Regions from separate parts of the Gossypium hirsutum genome. Here region 2 is linked to region 1. The links are chromatin contacts, called in public Hi-C maps. All regions are on one chromosome and are shown on one strand. Each heading gives the region's core, a stretch centred on a gene start, on an enhancer-like site or on the middle of the called end of the contact. The rest is flanking DNA. Distances are from core to core; before and after follow the strand shown.

Region 1 (7,616 bases), core at 3,662-6,161:
ACTCGAAAAATACAACATTTTTAAGCATATAAGTCATTCCAACTTGTATGAGTTCAACATGCTATCATATCATCATCAAATAAACACCGAAACGACCATAATAATAGTTTCAAACATCAAAAGCAAATTCGGGCAATAGCCAACATATTACGAAACAAATCTCAAAATCCTAAGAACAATTAAATCATGGAGACAACTCAAAATATCATATCCAATATTAGGACAAAGATGATCACATTACCTTATTCCCAAAACATAATCAAATAATAAACACTTACGAATAACGAAAATGGACTTGCTTGGATCACCCCTCAGAAAGCGACACCGCTCACACCGACACGTAACTAATCTGCAAAGTTTAAGAAGGGAGTAGGTGAATTTAACAAGCTCAGTGATTGCCTAGAATAACTACCATGCAAACAATTCATCAAGCATCAACGAAACAACCATATAGCACAACCTCAGCAGTTCCAATTTTAGTGTTATAATATACTTACTCGTGCATTATTTTCTAGTCCTTTTACATGGTAAACATATTCACTTTCAAGCATATATCATATTACATATATAATAACCTAACATACAAACATATATCACAATACTCATATAATCACATAACATTTAAGCTTATGTCACAATACTCAAAAACATCCTTATAGATAAATTGCATAATGGTCACATGTCACATAAACACATGTCACATGTCACATAAACACACATATTCATAATTTAAGATAATTTGGGACTTGAGCTATGAAACATAAAAGTGAGCTCTATAATCACTCATCGGATACACGGGTCTCCAACACACCAAACATAGACTCATATAGTCAAACATGTCCCAAAAGTGAAGCATAAAGCTAACACTCTTCTTATTTCCCCTCACATGTTCTGTTGAATGGATATTAGCTCACATTCCCTTATCCCTCCAACATGCCCCAAGGACTCAACGCCTAAAATCACTGCACATATACGTGAGTACTCACAATCCTATGGATTGCCAACTATACCCAACGGTTTCAAGATCACAAGGCCAAAATATCCGAAATCAAACACATATCACTTATTGATTATCCCTGCACTATCACTGCATATTTGTATCTTTAGCAAAACACTGTCACTAACATTTAACATATACACATCATGTACACATTTGCACTTTCACAACGGTTAACAAAACCACATATCACATGTTATAGCATCTCATCTCAATTCACATATTCACAAACACATAAGCACATTGCTCACAAGATAATAGAGGTATGAGAAAGCTTACACTCGGAATTTAGAGTAGGGTCTTAGGCTACTACCAAATTCCCAAATAACATATTGAATCATGTCCACAAGCAATTATTCCAAACACTCACCAATTACGCTTTCGCCGAAAAGCCGAAAGCTCAAACTAGCTTTTCCTTGCCTTTTATCTCTACTCGTAGAAAGTTCTATCAAATCTGGAACTTCAACATAACAAAGTCACACAACAATACATCCAAAAATTAGCCAATGACTCATTACAATCATATAAAACATAAGCCTAAACTAAGTTCTCATGTAATCGAAACTTATAACATTGCAAACTTTAATTTTTAATATCTCGATCTATACTCAATCTTTTCACCTATAATCAATTTCGTTCATCTTATAATTCGCCTACAACTAATTCTCAACCTTTAAACTACAAAAAAACTACTCAATTCATGATATCTACTTTTTCGATATGTTTTATGGCTATTTTCTAAAAATTTATTAAAATTCAAGAAATATTTAACGAAACTTTAAAGTAAGTTTAGAAACCTTATAATCATGTTAAAACTAATTTAAAAACACTTTGAAACCACGTTTTTATGCAAAATCCCAAAATCCACCATTAACGACCCAATTTTCGGCTTTTATTTAAAACATGTGTTTTAACGGCTAAAAACTTAGTTTTAAAGACTAGATAACATTAAAAACTCATAAGGAATTGAATCGTTACCTTAGATAAATAAAATCAATGTGTTTGATTGAAAACCCGAAAAACCCACAAGCTTGACAATGGAGGAAGCTATAGTGTTTTGGGTGCTTTTCTTGGTTTTTATAGAGGTCTATAACTTGGGAGATGATAGAAATGAAAACGAACTAGGATTTAGAGTTCAAAATTGATTGAAATAGTATGAGAGAATCAAGGGATGGCAAACACAAACTTTGGGTAGTTTGTACATGAAATAACCTGGAGAAGAGAGGTTTTTTAGCTTGAATTTTAAAATATGGTTAAATTGCTTCATAAAAAACTCTGAATTTTGACTTTTTTACAAATCAGCCCTAACTTCAAAATTAAAGGTATTTAAAACTCATTTTCAGAAATTGATTTAATTTTCTAAAAACCATAATTGAAAACATTACCGATATGCCATGTCACAAAATTTCGAACATTCTAAGGCTAAAATTCTTAAAATACCCCTAAAACACCTAGGCCCTATTTTGAGGTGTGACAGTTTAACTAAGTACTTTAGCTACATAATATTATTAAATTTTAAAATAAGTTTGAAATTTACAATATAATTAAATAATATAAATTAAAATAAATGATTAAACCCTTAACAAAAAAATTAAATGAATTAATTATTAATTTACCCGGATTCACTTACTTTTAGGCTTTTTATGCTTGTGGAGTGATAAATATCTCTTCTTTCTCTCCAAAAAAGAACAATTACTCTAATAAAAGATAGAATAAAAAAGAAATAAATAAATCCATTTCAAAATATATAACTAAATTATATATAAAAGTATTTGAATCTAACATGGTTAATCATTCTTATTTGAGTATCTATACAAGGTTCCAATCTTTCAATTACATATTTTGTACCTTCTAATGTTTCACGTAATATATTCATAGAATGCTCTACCCCAAATTGAAATTGTGGATTTAGATAATAACCTAAACATAATTCATAATAATATCATTAGATGATAATCATCCCAACTTCTCCCACCACTTCAATTAAGTTATATAACCAAGGAGAACTTGTTAATTGAAAAGGAAGTCACTCTTATATAAAAAATTTATATAATGATTCACCCAACTTCTTTCTTAGAGTCTTTAAAATATAGTCACTTTTGGTTGCTTGAGCTCTTACTTTTGGCTAATTCGGGTATAGCTCTTTTTAAAGCAAACTCGAACTCACTTGGACAATATTTTCTTATTCTTTCTCCAAATTATTATGCAATAGACCATTGAGGAGTTTATCCTTCATCATAATGTTACTCCAACGACCTTTACTTCTTTTGAATTCTTGCCTCCTATTTCATTCGTGTTGTGGTTAGAGACTGTCCTAAATAGCTTGTTTAATAGTAGAATCCTTATCATCAAATCCCTTATAGTCATCATCTTCTCTTAATCGGGTTAAAAATTCATCTATTTCCTTTTATTGTCAACTTTTTTTGCTTTGCTTTCTTAAAAGGTTGATCATATTATTTCTTCTGGTGATTCTTATAAAGAAAATAAAAATGTTAATGATTCACACATTTATATTATTATATAATATTTATTGATAAATTTAAAATTATAAAATTTAAAAAAACATACAAAATATCATATATTAGTTACATTTGGGCATTGTGCAACATTGTTGGTTTTATAAGCAATGGAAATTTTAAATCGTGTTATTCCTCCTTTTAACTTTTCCACGTAGTTTACATGTTTCCTTTCATATTTGGCATAAGAAATCTAAAATGCCATCCTATATCTTCGCTTGATGCACCCTTTAAATTAAATCTACCTCAAATTATAATGCATAATTTTTTAATAAATTAAACCTTGAACAATTTTTTTATATTAAACCTTTAAATAAAATTAAATTATAAAAAATTTAAACCTTTAACTTAAATTTCAAGATAGAAAACGAAAATATAAAAATAATAATCCATAAGGTTTTTAATAAATTAAACCTTTTAATTATTTTTTATATTAAACTTTTAACTAAAATTAAATATAAAAAATTTTAAATACATGATGGCATATTTTATGATTAGTTATACAATAATCATAATTTCATAACTATAATTATTAATAATATAAAAAATAACAATCAAATAACCAAACCAAAATAATAAACAAATATAAGTAATCATTAAATAACCCATTAAAATAACTAACAAATATAACTCATAATCAAGTAAACCATAAAAATATTAAATGAAAACTATGTTTAAACACAAAATCAACCCAAAGTCCAAATACCATCAGCCACCCACCCATAATCTACCTACCCATTCCCACTCAAATACCCAAATCCCCAAACTTAGGCCAAACCCATAAAAAACATCATGGCCCCCATCACGATTATACCCAAACATGGGTCCGGCGGAACTAATCTAAAATTTTAAGTTTGTTTTCTAAATTTGAGTCTAACTTAACTTAAAAATCACACTTAAAATTTTACTTAAACTCGATCCGATCTATTTGTATTAATTTTTTTATGTATTATTTTTATATAAAAATAAATATTAAAAATATAATACATTAAACACACTAAAAATATTAAAATAATTTTTTTCTCAAACATTGAAAATATATTTAAAAAATCTTTATATTTAAATAACACTAATATAATATTCAAATAATAACAATAAAATAGTACCAATATAATAATAAAATGAGAGTAAAATATCATCAAAATAGCAACAAACAACAACAAAATAGCAGTACAAAAAACATTTAGGTATATTCGAGCCAAGCCTGACAGGTCAAAAAAATCTTACCCAATATCTATTTTTTTATCTAATCTAATTTTTTAAGCCTGTATTTTACCAAAACACTCTCACTTTTCAAACAGCTTTCGAGCTTAGATGAATGAATAAAAAATACAGCAAATAATAACAAAATAATAGCAAATAACAATAAAAGGATATCTAAACAAATTCAGAAGGAGCCGGGTCAGGCCGAAAAAATCTTCCACACCCTGTTTAGAAAGCGGGCTTGATTCCCAAATTATAACCTTCTATTTTTTTCCAGCATTTGTTTTTGTTTCATTTTTTCGTTCTGTCCGAAACAGAAAGTTAGAAAACTCTCTTTCTTACCCCCAAAACTCCCTATTCCATAAAACTTTCTCCCATAAAAATCTCATGAATCTAAGATCTAACTTCTAATCCTTGCTTAGTCCTTCGTTCTCCTCCTCACGTCTGCATCAAAAATGGAGAAACAAAACAAAGATCAAGACAGACTCAAGTGAAAATAGGTACTTGAAAATTTAAGCAATTTCTTGACTCTTGATGTGTATTGTAGATGAGGGAATGACGGGTTGCTTGGTTTTTGGCTGGATTTGAGTGTGTGTACTTTTTTTTGTTTTGTTTTAAACATTGAGTTTGAGGTTTGAGAAATGAAGTTATGTTTTTAGTTTTTACTTGTGTTTTAGACTCTGTTTAGATAACTCGAGCTGCTAACTAAGCCATATTACAGAACTATTATTGTTACCTTTGCAAAGTTTGGGCAACTGATATCAGTGTCCAGAAAGCACTTTATATCAGAAGGTACCAATTGAAACTCAACAACAACACCAGGTAAATTAGCTAAGTTAAATTAATGAATTGTTGATGTTGAATGCCAGTGAACAATCAAAGAATGGGTAAGATGTTACAAAAGCATGGACTATGACTATGATGTTGTGAATGCTTTAAGCTATCATCTATGTCTCTTAATTTTCGGTGTTTTGGAAGTTGGGTCCGTTACAGTGGGTTCTAAGTTTGGTGTTGGAGTGAAAAAAGACCAAAACGACGCTACTAATAAAAGAGCTAAAAAGGCACCACCAAAGACAAGAAAGCCATCGAGCAGACACCAAAACGACCGGTTCCGACTCCGACTGTATTTTCAAAGTCCTGCCTATGCATGCTTTCCTCAATTTCTCAAGTCCGACTCAACAATGGGTACCAGGAAACGGGACCTCCCCTCTGCTTTGCTTCTCTGCCTTATCTTCTTCCTTCTTTCAAGTTTTTCCTCCTTTGCATCTGCCCAGAAACTTTCTTTGGGTACTCTCTGCCTTCTTTTTCTTTCTTACTTCTTGCATGTTTATCTTAACTCTCTGAATTCTATGAATTAGGGTTTTCTTTTTGCCTTTTAGTGGTTAAAGAGTTAAATCTTGATGAAATTAGATGGATAAGGAATCAAATGTTCATATAGCTTTAGTTGGTTGGGTTGTCTGTGCTTATCATATTTCTTGTAATTGCTCGTAATAATGTCTTAGTAGTGGGAAGTCCTTAAATTTTGATTGTATCATGTTGTTTTATGTTTGCAGTTGTTGGGGAGTTTAATAAGACGTTGCAGTTAACTCCTGGCGTACAAGTGGAGAAGTCCCCTGGTTTAAAGCCTGGAACTAAAGTTGTTTGCGAAAGAGTTCACGTTGATGGTTTGCCTAGGTTTAGGAATCTCATGAAATTTGCTCATTCAGTCAAGCTGAAGGTTTCACAAGGGAATTCCACCCTACGCAGACCTAATGTTGAAGTTTGCTTCCACAGGTATATGGTTTCACATAACTACTTGGTTGAATTCAGTGATAAACTCTTTAAAAGAACAGGCTTAGAAGGTTTCTATCTGTTGAAAACTGCAAAATTTGAACCTTATTTCTGACTGATATCTTTGTTTTTGCAGGAATGCTTCACTTGGGATAGGGATGTGCCCTCAAGGCAAGTGGGAGAAGGTTTCAAACAGATTATGGGCTAAATCGATGTCTCCTTTTGATCGCAAGCTCTTAGATATACGAATGACCAGTTCTTCTACACAGACCGTTGAAGTGTCAATTGAAGAGGGTATATTTGTGATCCTTCTATCTGTGTTGCTTTATGTCTTGACAATTGAAACTTGTTTATGTACCCTGTTCTTTGTTCATTTACCTGTTCGTCTTTTTTGCAGAATTTTTCCAATATCGTATAGTTTTTTTAGCACTGGGTATTGTGTTGTGGAGTGTGGCATATACACTAAGCCAATCATTAGTATTTTACTATGGTGGTGCAATTGCAATTGGGGTTATCCTTGTGGTATTAATAGTCCTGTTTCAGGTAAATACTGTGATTGATGAATTACTTGAAAGTTCCTCGACTTGTGCTCACTGCTGTTGTCTGTTCAGCTATCAATCTCTGTTATGATTAATATTCTTATGTTTAATAGGGAATGAAGCTTCTCCCAACTGGTCGGAAGAGCTCACTTGCTATTGTTATATATTCATCTATGGTGAGTATAAACTGTGCAGATGAGATGATCTCCTTTTGCTGCCACTTTATTGTGTGTCTGTGTGTGTTTATGTGCACATTTCCATATGCATGCGTATGTGTTTATGCCTATGTCTTCTGTTAATTCTTCTCACGTATGGTATTGTCATTGTTTTAGCTTGGTTTGGGATCTATACTTCTCCGCTATATACCACAGTTGGTGCAATCAATACTTTCAGAAATGGGAATCACTGAAGACATGTATAATCCTGTATGTAAGTCTCCTGCAAATTTTTTTGTTCACTTGCTCTATGTTTCTCTATATCATAGAGCGTAACCACTAGGATTTTTCAGTCTCTAAATATTATTGTTATCAATTACTTTGTTCATGTTGGATGCGACACTGTAAATTTGATAGGGTAGCGAGTGAACCATGA
Region 2 (7,210 bases), core at 1,513-4,012, 490 kb after region 1:
TCACTTGATGCAGCTTTTGCTGCAGCAGCACTTCTTCCATGTACTGAAGCAGATGCAGCATCTACAATACTAAACGCAGGTTGATTTTTACTCTCCCCATTTGCATCTGACTTGGAATCCTCTTTAATGCGAGACCTGGCAGCTAAAATGGCAGCAAGAGCAGCAGCCCTCTCATTTTGAGCCCTGGTCCCACCACCTCCAAGCAGAGCAGCTTGCTTTGCTTTGTCAGTTCCAAGCTCTGCTAGCATCTGCTTGATATCCCCAGCGACATTAATGTTATAAGTTGGATCTGAACTCATTTTCCTTAGTTCTGCAACAAGATTATAGGAAAATCAAGACCATAAATTATAAGGGGCAAACATAGCTAATCCTACCAGCAAGCACAGCCAAAACAGCAATAAAATACAATACCTTCATCATCGACCTTCAAACTATTTTTTACATGATCAAAATCCAGGGTAACCTTACTGTCAAGTGCATTAGGATTCTGCAAACATGAGCAGCAATACGAGAAGGAACTTATAATCATTATGTGACACTGGCGAAACAAATAATTGATGTGTTAATCAAATAAAAACAGAAAATAAATTAAATGCACTGCTTACTTGAATTGTAATTATATCTTCCTTAGTGAAAGGTTCATCTGTAAGAAGCTCTTTCCAATTTTTGGTCTTGATGTTTAATTCTTTAATTGCCTGCAATAGAAACAAAAAGGAAAAACATTATCATGCTTTAACACATCTATCTGACCATAAGAGGAAACGTTGACAATACAAGCAATAAACTATACCTCATAACAGAAAACATTTCCTGAAGTCTTCACCGCAACTATGTGTGTGTACTCAGTAAAAACTTTGTTCAGCACAGGGCAATGATACTCCCCTGCATTAAGGCACCATTTCAATATCCTTGAGGCATGAAAAGTAAACCAAACGTGCAAATACTAAAGACATCTAAAATAAAGTCAATTCTTAAAATATATATAATTGAAAAGAATAGCAATCAGCATACCAACATAGTTGCACATAAAACAATAAAGTAGAACAACATTCATGAACAGCCTTCTACCAAATTGCACCAGTATAATCAATATAACAACAGTAATAAGAAGACCATAGCAAGGTTTACATCTATTACACATGAGAATTAATAGCCTTTATTTCCACCATCACCAAAGAGTATTTCAAGCATTTATTCCATTTCTCATTTAGTTAAAACTGATTCCCCAATGATATGATTTCAAAGTATAACAAACATAGGATTTATTAGTATGTGCAAGTGCAATTTCCTCTACTACCCTTTGTTACCAACTTCACAGTAATTGCAGAAGGTTGTCTTGACAGAACCTACAAATATTAAACCGTGTCACTGAAGAGCGAGGCCATAGACAAGCAGACTCTAATAACAACTTCTTGATTTTCGGCTCAAAATTAAGCCAAAGATGAAGTGCACTCTAGTCTGGCAGAACATTAAGTATTTAAAATAATAAAGAACAGGAAGTAACTACAAAAGCGGGCAGAAATTGCATCCTTCACTAGCTTGTTTATAGAGAAAATGAAAATAATAACCTAAATATAACATGCAACAACCGTCCCATGGTTTTGTTTATGCAACCCAAAACAAGGTAACTGTATAACATCCAAAATTCACATGTCATAGCTAAATGAAGACACAGACACACACACTCAAGTTCAACCTTGTCGAAAAAGTTATAAGAAGTCAGGTAAAGAATAGAAGACCAATATTTAGTTTTGCAGGAAATTGCTGTAACTCATGCAAAATATATATCCACCATTTATCTCATGCACCAAATAAAAGAACCTAGAAAGCTATTAATGTAATCTATAATCAAATCGACAATTCACACAAGGAACAGCATCTTAATTAAACTATATTTTTTTTTACTGAAAGGAACAATATTTCAAACAAGTATCCCCTTTTAACATGAACTTTAGAAACTTTACTTCTAAATCTACAACATACTTTGTTGAAACCTGACAGCAATATATTATATGGCTCGCTCAATTTCTTTGGTTCTTTGAATTAAAACGTGAACTCGAAAATAAATATTCCAAACCTTCAGAGTTCTTGTGGAAAGTAAGATTGATAAGATCCTCCTGCTTCAATGGAGCCCCAGTAACCGGATGCTTCCCATACTTTCTAATATAGGGAACTATATTCCTGAACCAGAAAACAATAAAAAATAATAAAACCCCCTAAATTACACTATATATAAGCTTAAAATAAGTAACAACGAAATGAAAAGATACCAACATTAAATCGAAGACGCTGCCATCCTTCGTGCATACAGGCAACTCGAAGGGCGTGAATGTAAGGCTGAATAAGACAACCAGAAAAGAAAAAAAATGAATATAATAAGATGCAAAGCAAAAATGGTATAAAGCAAAAATGGGAATAGAAAGTGAGGCATACGCGCAGCAATAGAAGGGAAGGCGTTTGAAAGGGGTACGATTTTCTTTGGATTTAGCGCCGCCCCACTCGGTAGCCCACTCCGTCTTCGTTATGAACATTCGATCTTTGCTGTGCTGTTTCTTTCCCATCTTGGCGACCTTCTCCGGGACAATTCAATTGCTATGGCTAGGGTTTATGATTTGGGGGAGGGGAAATTGGATTTTTTTCTGATTAGGGATTATGGGGGGGAGGTTTTGACTTTTGACCGCTTTGAGACCCTGAGTTCTGATGAGTATCGCTTCCGATAATTACCGACCTTTTGAATCAGCTAAAACGCCCAATTTAAAGCCCGTTGAAATAATTGGGCTTATTTTCATTTATTCGAAAAAACTTGAGAATTTCCCATTTTCTTTTTATTTTTATATATTGTAAAACAGTTCATATTTTTACGATATTATAATATATCTCATATTGCATTTATGGAATCTATCATGTATTAGTTCTCTTTCTCTGAAAATATAGAAAAATGGAAATGTGAAAATTTAGTCCATGTATATTAGATGAATTAGTAAAATAGTTTCTCTATTAAAATTATATCGTTAAATGTTTATTTTGATTATATATATATATGATATAATAACAAATTTAAATCTCGAACTTTACATACTTATTCAATTTGGCTCTTTTTACTCTTCTTTGTTGATGTGGCATTATTTTATTTTATATGCCACCGGTGGCCGAATGTGGCATTAAGTTTTGGAGAGATTGCATTAAAATTTTCAAAAATTTTGATGCTTAATGAGATTTTTCAAAAAAAAAATAGGGCTCTAATTTTATTTTATTTTTTGAGAAAATTAATGAGTAATTAAATTTTTAAAAAAGGTTTAATTAAAATTTCCAAAACTTTTAAAGAGCTTAATTAAAATTTTCAACAAACTTGGGGGCCTAAGTAAATTATCAATAATTTTGAAGGGTTTATTGATCATTTTCTAAATTTTTGAGAGGGCCAAGTCCCTTTGACTCTTCTTATATTCGGTCTTTGTATGCCATGTCAGTAAATATTAAAAATATAATAAATTCTAAAAATTTTATAAATTTATGAAAGTAAAAGGATGGAAATGTAATTAAATCTCTCCATTTTCAATTTTCAATTAAATTTTCTTATTCAATCAAATAATCATAGTTATTTGAATTGGATTAAACTGGTTAGATCAGAAATTGATCAAAATATCAATCTAGAGAGAACATCAGAGCAATTGACTTAAAAATTAATACAAAGCGATTGAACTTGATTGAATCAAATTACTTTTATATATTTTTAATAATTTATTTAATAAAACCATCAATCCAATACCTTTACTCCAAAGTCCAAACAATGAATTGCCTTCACACGTCTCTTCACTAGCCAACTCGACAAATGGGTCAACTCCCGGTCTCAATAATAACCGGAACTTCTTCCGATAGAAAGGTGTGATATTTGTATTGTTTTTAGTAAAATTATCGTTATTGATTAAAAAATGGAGGCTTTTTCAAAGTTCTTTACTTTTCAAGTATTTTAATTGTTTCATAATTTGGATGAAAACTGGAAAAGCATCATTTGTCAAATTGGGCTTTAGTAATTGCATAATTTTATCGTGTTAGGTTAGAATTTGAGCTCTAAGTTAGAATGATTTCATCATAGTTTGTAATTTTTTAATTGATTTAATAAATAAAATTACAATGTGTTCACTTAATATATTTTATACGAGTGTTTTCAAACATGAAAACTAAATGAATAAATGAATATTGACTCACTAATTATTTAAGGTTTAATTAATAATAAGTTACATTATATGATTAGATTATAAAGTGAGGAGACAACTTATACTAGTAGTTAATCTAAATTATTTGTAGTTCATGGAATCAAATTGATCAAATGATTCATGCTAAGACTATTATCCTGTCTATAAGTCTAGTCGGGGAGATAACTTATCTTGACTATCGAAGCTAGATTGACTTCTAGAAATAGAGACATAGATATGATTATTTGAACTAACAATATATTGAACGGGACCAAAGTTGAATAAAAAATGAGTTGTAATAAAAATTTGTGGTTTCTTATTAACTTACGTTAGAAAGTAACAAAGAGGAAGATATGAGTTACAATGAAAATTTGTGGTTTATTTATTGATGTCATCTATATTTACATTGTGATAGATAAGTTAAAAAAATACATCATCAACATCAACGGGGAGAATGTATGCCGCACGACGGTGGGTGACTGTCGCAAGGAGGATTTCTACGCACAACTGTTACTAGGGGCTCATAAACTGGTTCGTTACCATTGTCCTCATTATGTTTGTCTTTACCCCCACCCTCGTCGCCATCATCTTCGTGTTCATGTTCAAATTCGCCTTCATCGTCTTCTTTGTCTTCGCCTTGGTCTCCATCACCTTCCTTCGTGCTCAAGTGCAGTGCCATCCTAGCCTCCCATCGTGTACCCTCCACTCTAGCATAAGATGGTTGCGCCAATGACCGACCTCAATAGAACAACAATGCGCTTGGTGTTTGAGACATTATTGGTGTGTAAGTGTACGGTGTCCCAAAACTCGTATATGTCGATATTGAACTAGGCATCGAAACTGGCATCGGCTGCTAGATCGATGATGACATCGGTGTTGTCATCGTTGAAGGTACATGCGGTGGCATCTGGCTCGGCATATATGACATAATTGAAGTTGGCATGGGGGTGTAGAATGCAAAGGACGTTGGTGCCCCGAAATATGTACCCGCAAAAACAGAAGTGTAACACCCTTAACCCGTATCCGTCGCCGAATTGGGGTTACGAGGCATTACCGGACATAAAGCTTATTTTAAATTTTAGTTAACATATGAACTTTTTTTAACAATACAAAACCGAATAATGCACTATATATAAAAATATATTTTTATATAGCATAAACAAAATGAAACAAATCAAGTATACCAAATTTTCATGCTTAATAATTAATTCAAGTACATAGACTAACCATTCAAGCAAATTGAAAGTGTACATTTTACCATTTCAATCAAACTCAAATAACCTAGACATATTCAACCATTCATATTTCACAATCTCTATATAGTTAACATAAGCATATTCGGTCATTGCACATAAATTATTTAATCCTTAGCACATTATAATAATATAACAGAACCTATTTTAATCAAATACTATAACCGAATATGCTACATAACCAAGTCATAAATTTAACAATTTAATAGTTCACCTAACCAAATACACAAGCACATAATAGCCGAATTCGGTAACTACCTATAAGGCCGAATATATATATTCAAACTTAAACCTAGTCGAATGAAGCTTGGCTATTGTGTACATATATATAATATACCATATATTACCAATCAAATAATTTAGCTAATGACTTAACACTTTCAAATTTCCATGTAAGACTTATACTTACTATACTCATAACTTAATTCATCACTCACTATCAAAACATATTAAACAAGTTAAACATAAACTTACATTAACCAAGATTATACACACAAACATAAACAAAGTAATTATATTACATATAAAACAAGCTAAGGCTAAATTCTTAAAACCGAATTCAATATGCACATATATAAAAAATCATACCATAGCCGAATATACTTAATTAACAATATCATTTCAAACTAATTTATCAAAGGCTTAAGGATTAAACATAGCTCTATACTTATAAACCATAACCGAATCTATATAATACCAAAACCAAATCATACCATACAAGTATGATATACTTGCTAATACCTATCCATACATACATTTCATTTAGCATCAATCAATATATATAAATATACATTCGGTATTTAATTCATCCCATAACCAAATCAATCCATCACCCAATGCATAACAATTATACATATACTAATCACGTAATCAAATTTAATATGTCCAAACTATATACAACACACTTATTTACCTATCACAAGCTTATACAACAATCAAATATGCATAAATATAAACTCCATTTTAATGACCATTAAGACCATATGCATAGACACCAAACTCGATCAAAAGAAGATAAGCCATTTTCGCATGGCTATTAATTACATATACAAGTACTAGATCCAAAATCAACATTCCAACTATGCTATACATGCCATATACTCAAAATCAACTTAGTAAAGTATCGAAGAAAACTGTCGATAGTGTGATAAGTCTTGCTGACCATCCCCGAACGCGTAACCACTTCCAAAATCTATAAAACGAAAAATAAATATACACACAATAAGCTTTCGTAGCTTAGTAAGTCATAAGCAAATATTATTCATATTAACATTAATCTCAAACCAGTTTGCCAAACCAACTAAATCAAATATAAATAAGCATTTAGCTTTATAAAGTTGGATGCATAAATACTCAAATACATGTATATTCATCATTTCATAATTTATAATTATAATAACAGGCCAAATCTTTTATATCACATTTACTTTTATAAACCAAATCACTTATAAGTATAAACATACTTACATATCATGCGTATATTAATTAATCTTGAATCATTAATTCAATATACAACTTACCTTAATTTTATAACATGGTATAAACACATACCTGAACCTTCTAATTTGTTTTCACATTCGGTCTTTATTTAACATTACTCATTGAACCGTTCGAAATTAAAAAGGATACGCGGATAGTTAGAAAGCTCGTACAATGCCAACATCCGAGACGTGGCCTTACATGTGATCACAGATCGATGCCAATGTCCCAGAGTCTTACACGAAAACACATATCGAAAATCCTATTTCATGACATAAGTATCCT

Evidence for each region. Hi-C and Micro-C count contacts between places; a contact is called where the count stands out from the background.
Region 2: a contact with region 1 is called in a Hi-C map of leaf, with 2.9 times the contacts expected there. The contact joins the promoter of LOC107945461 here to the promoter of LOC107945465 in region 1. A contact is called at or near these places in 3 of 34 Hi-C or Micro-C datasets (callus and leaf).

Annotation. Positions count from the first base shown.
Region 1 is chrD12:27,350,830-27,358,445 of Gossypium_hirsutum_v2.1, forward strand. LOC107945465 reads left to right here and starts at 4,912. Exons shown (of 10, transcript XM_016879481.2): 1 at 4,912-6,003; 2 at 6,270-6,489; 3 at 6,623-6,780; 4 at 6,884-7,029; 5 at 7,139-7,201; 6 at 7,358-7,450. The coding sequence starts at 5,622.
Region 2 is chrD12:27,841,247-27,848,456 of Gossypium_hirsutum_v2.1, forward strand. It overlaps LOC107945461 (peptidyl-prolyl cis-trans isomerase CYP65), which reads right to left and starts at 2,763. Exons shown (of 11, transcript XM_016879478.2): 1 at 2,434-2,763; 2 at 2,275-2,337; 3 at 2,078-2,181; 4 at 791-882; 5 at 606-695; 6 at 412-487; 7 at 1-310. The coding sequence starts at 2,561.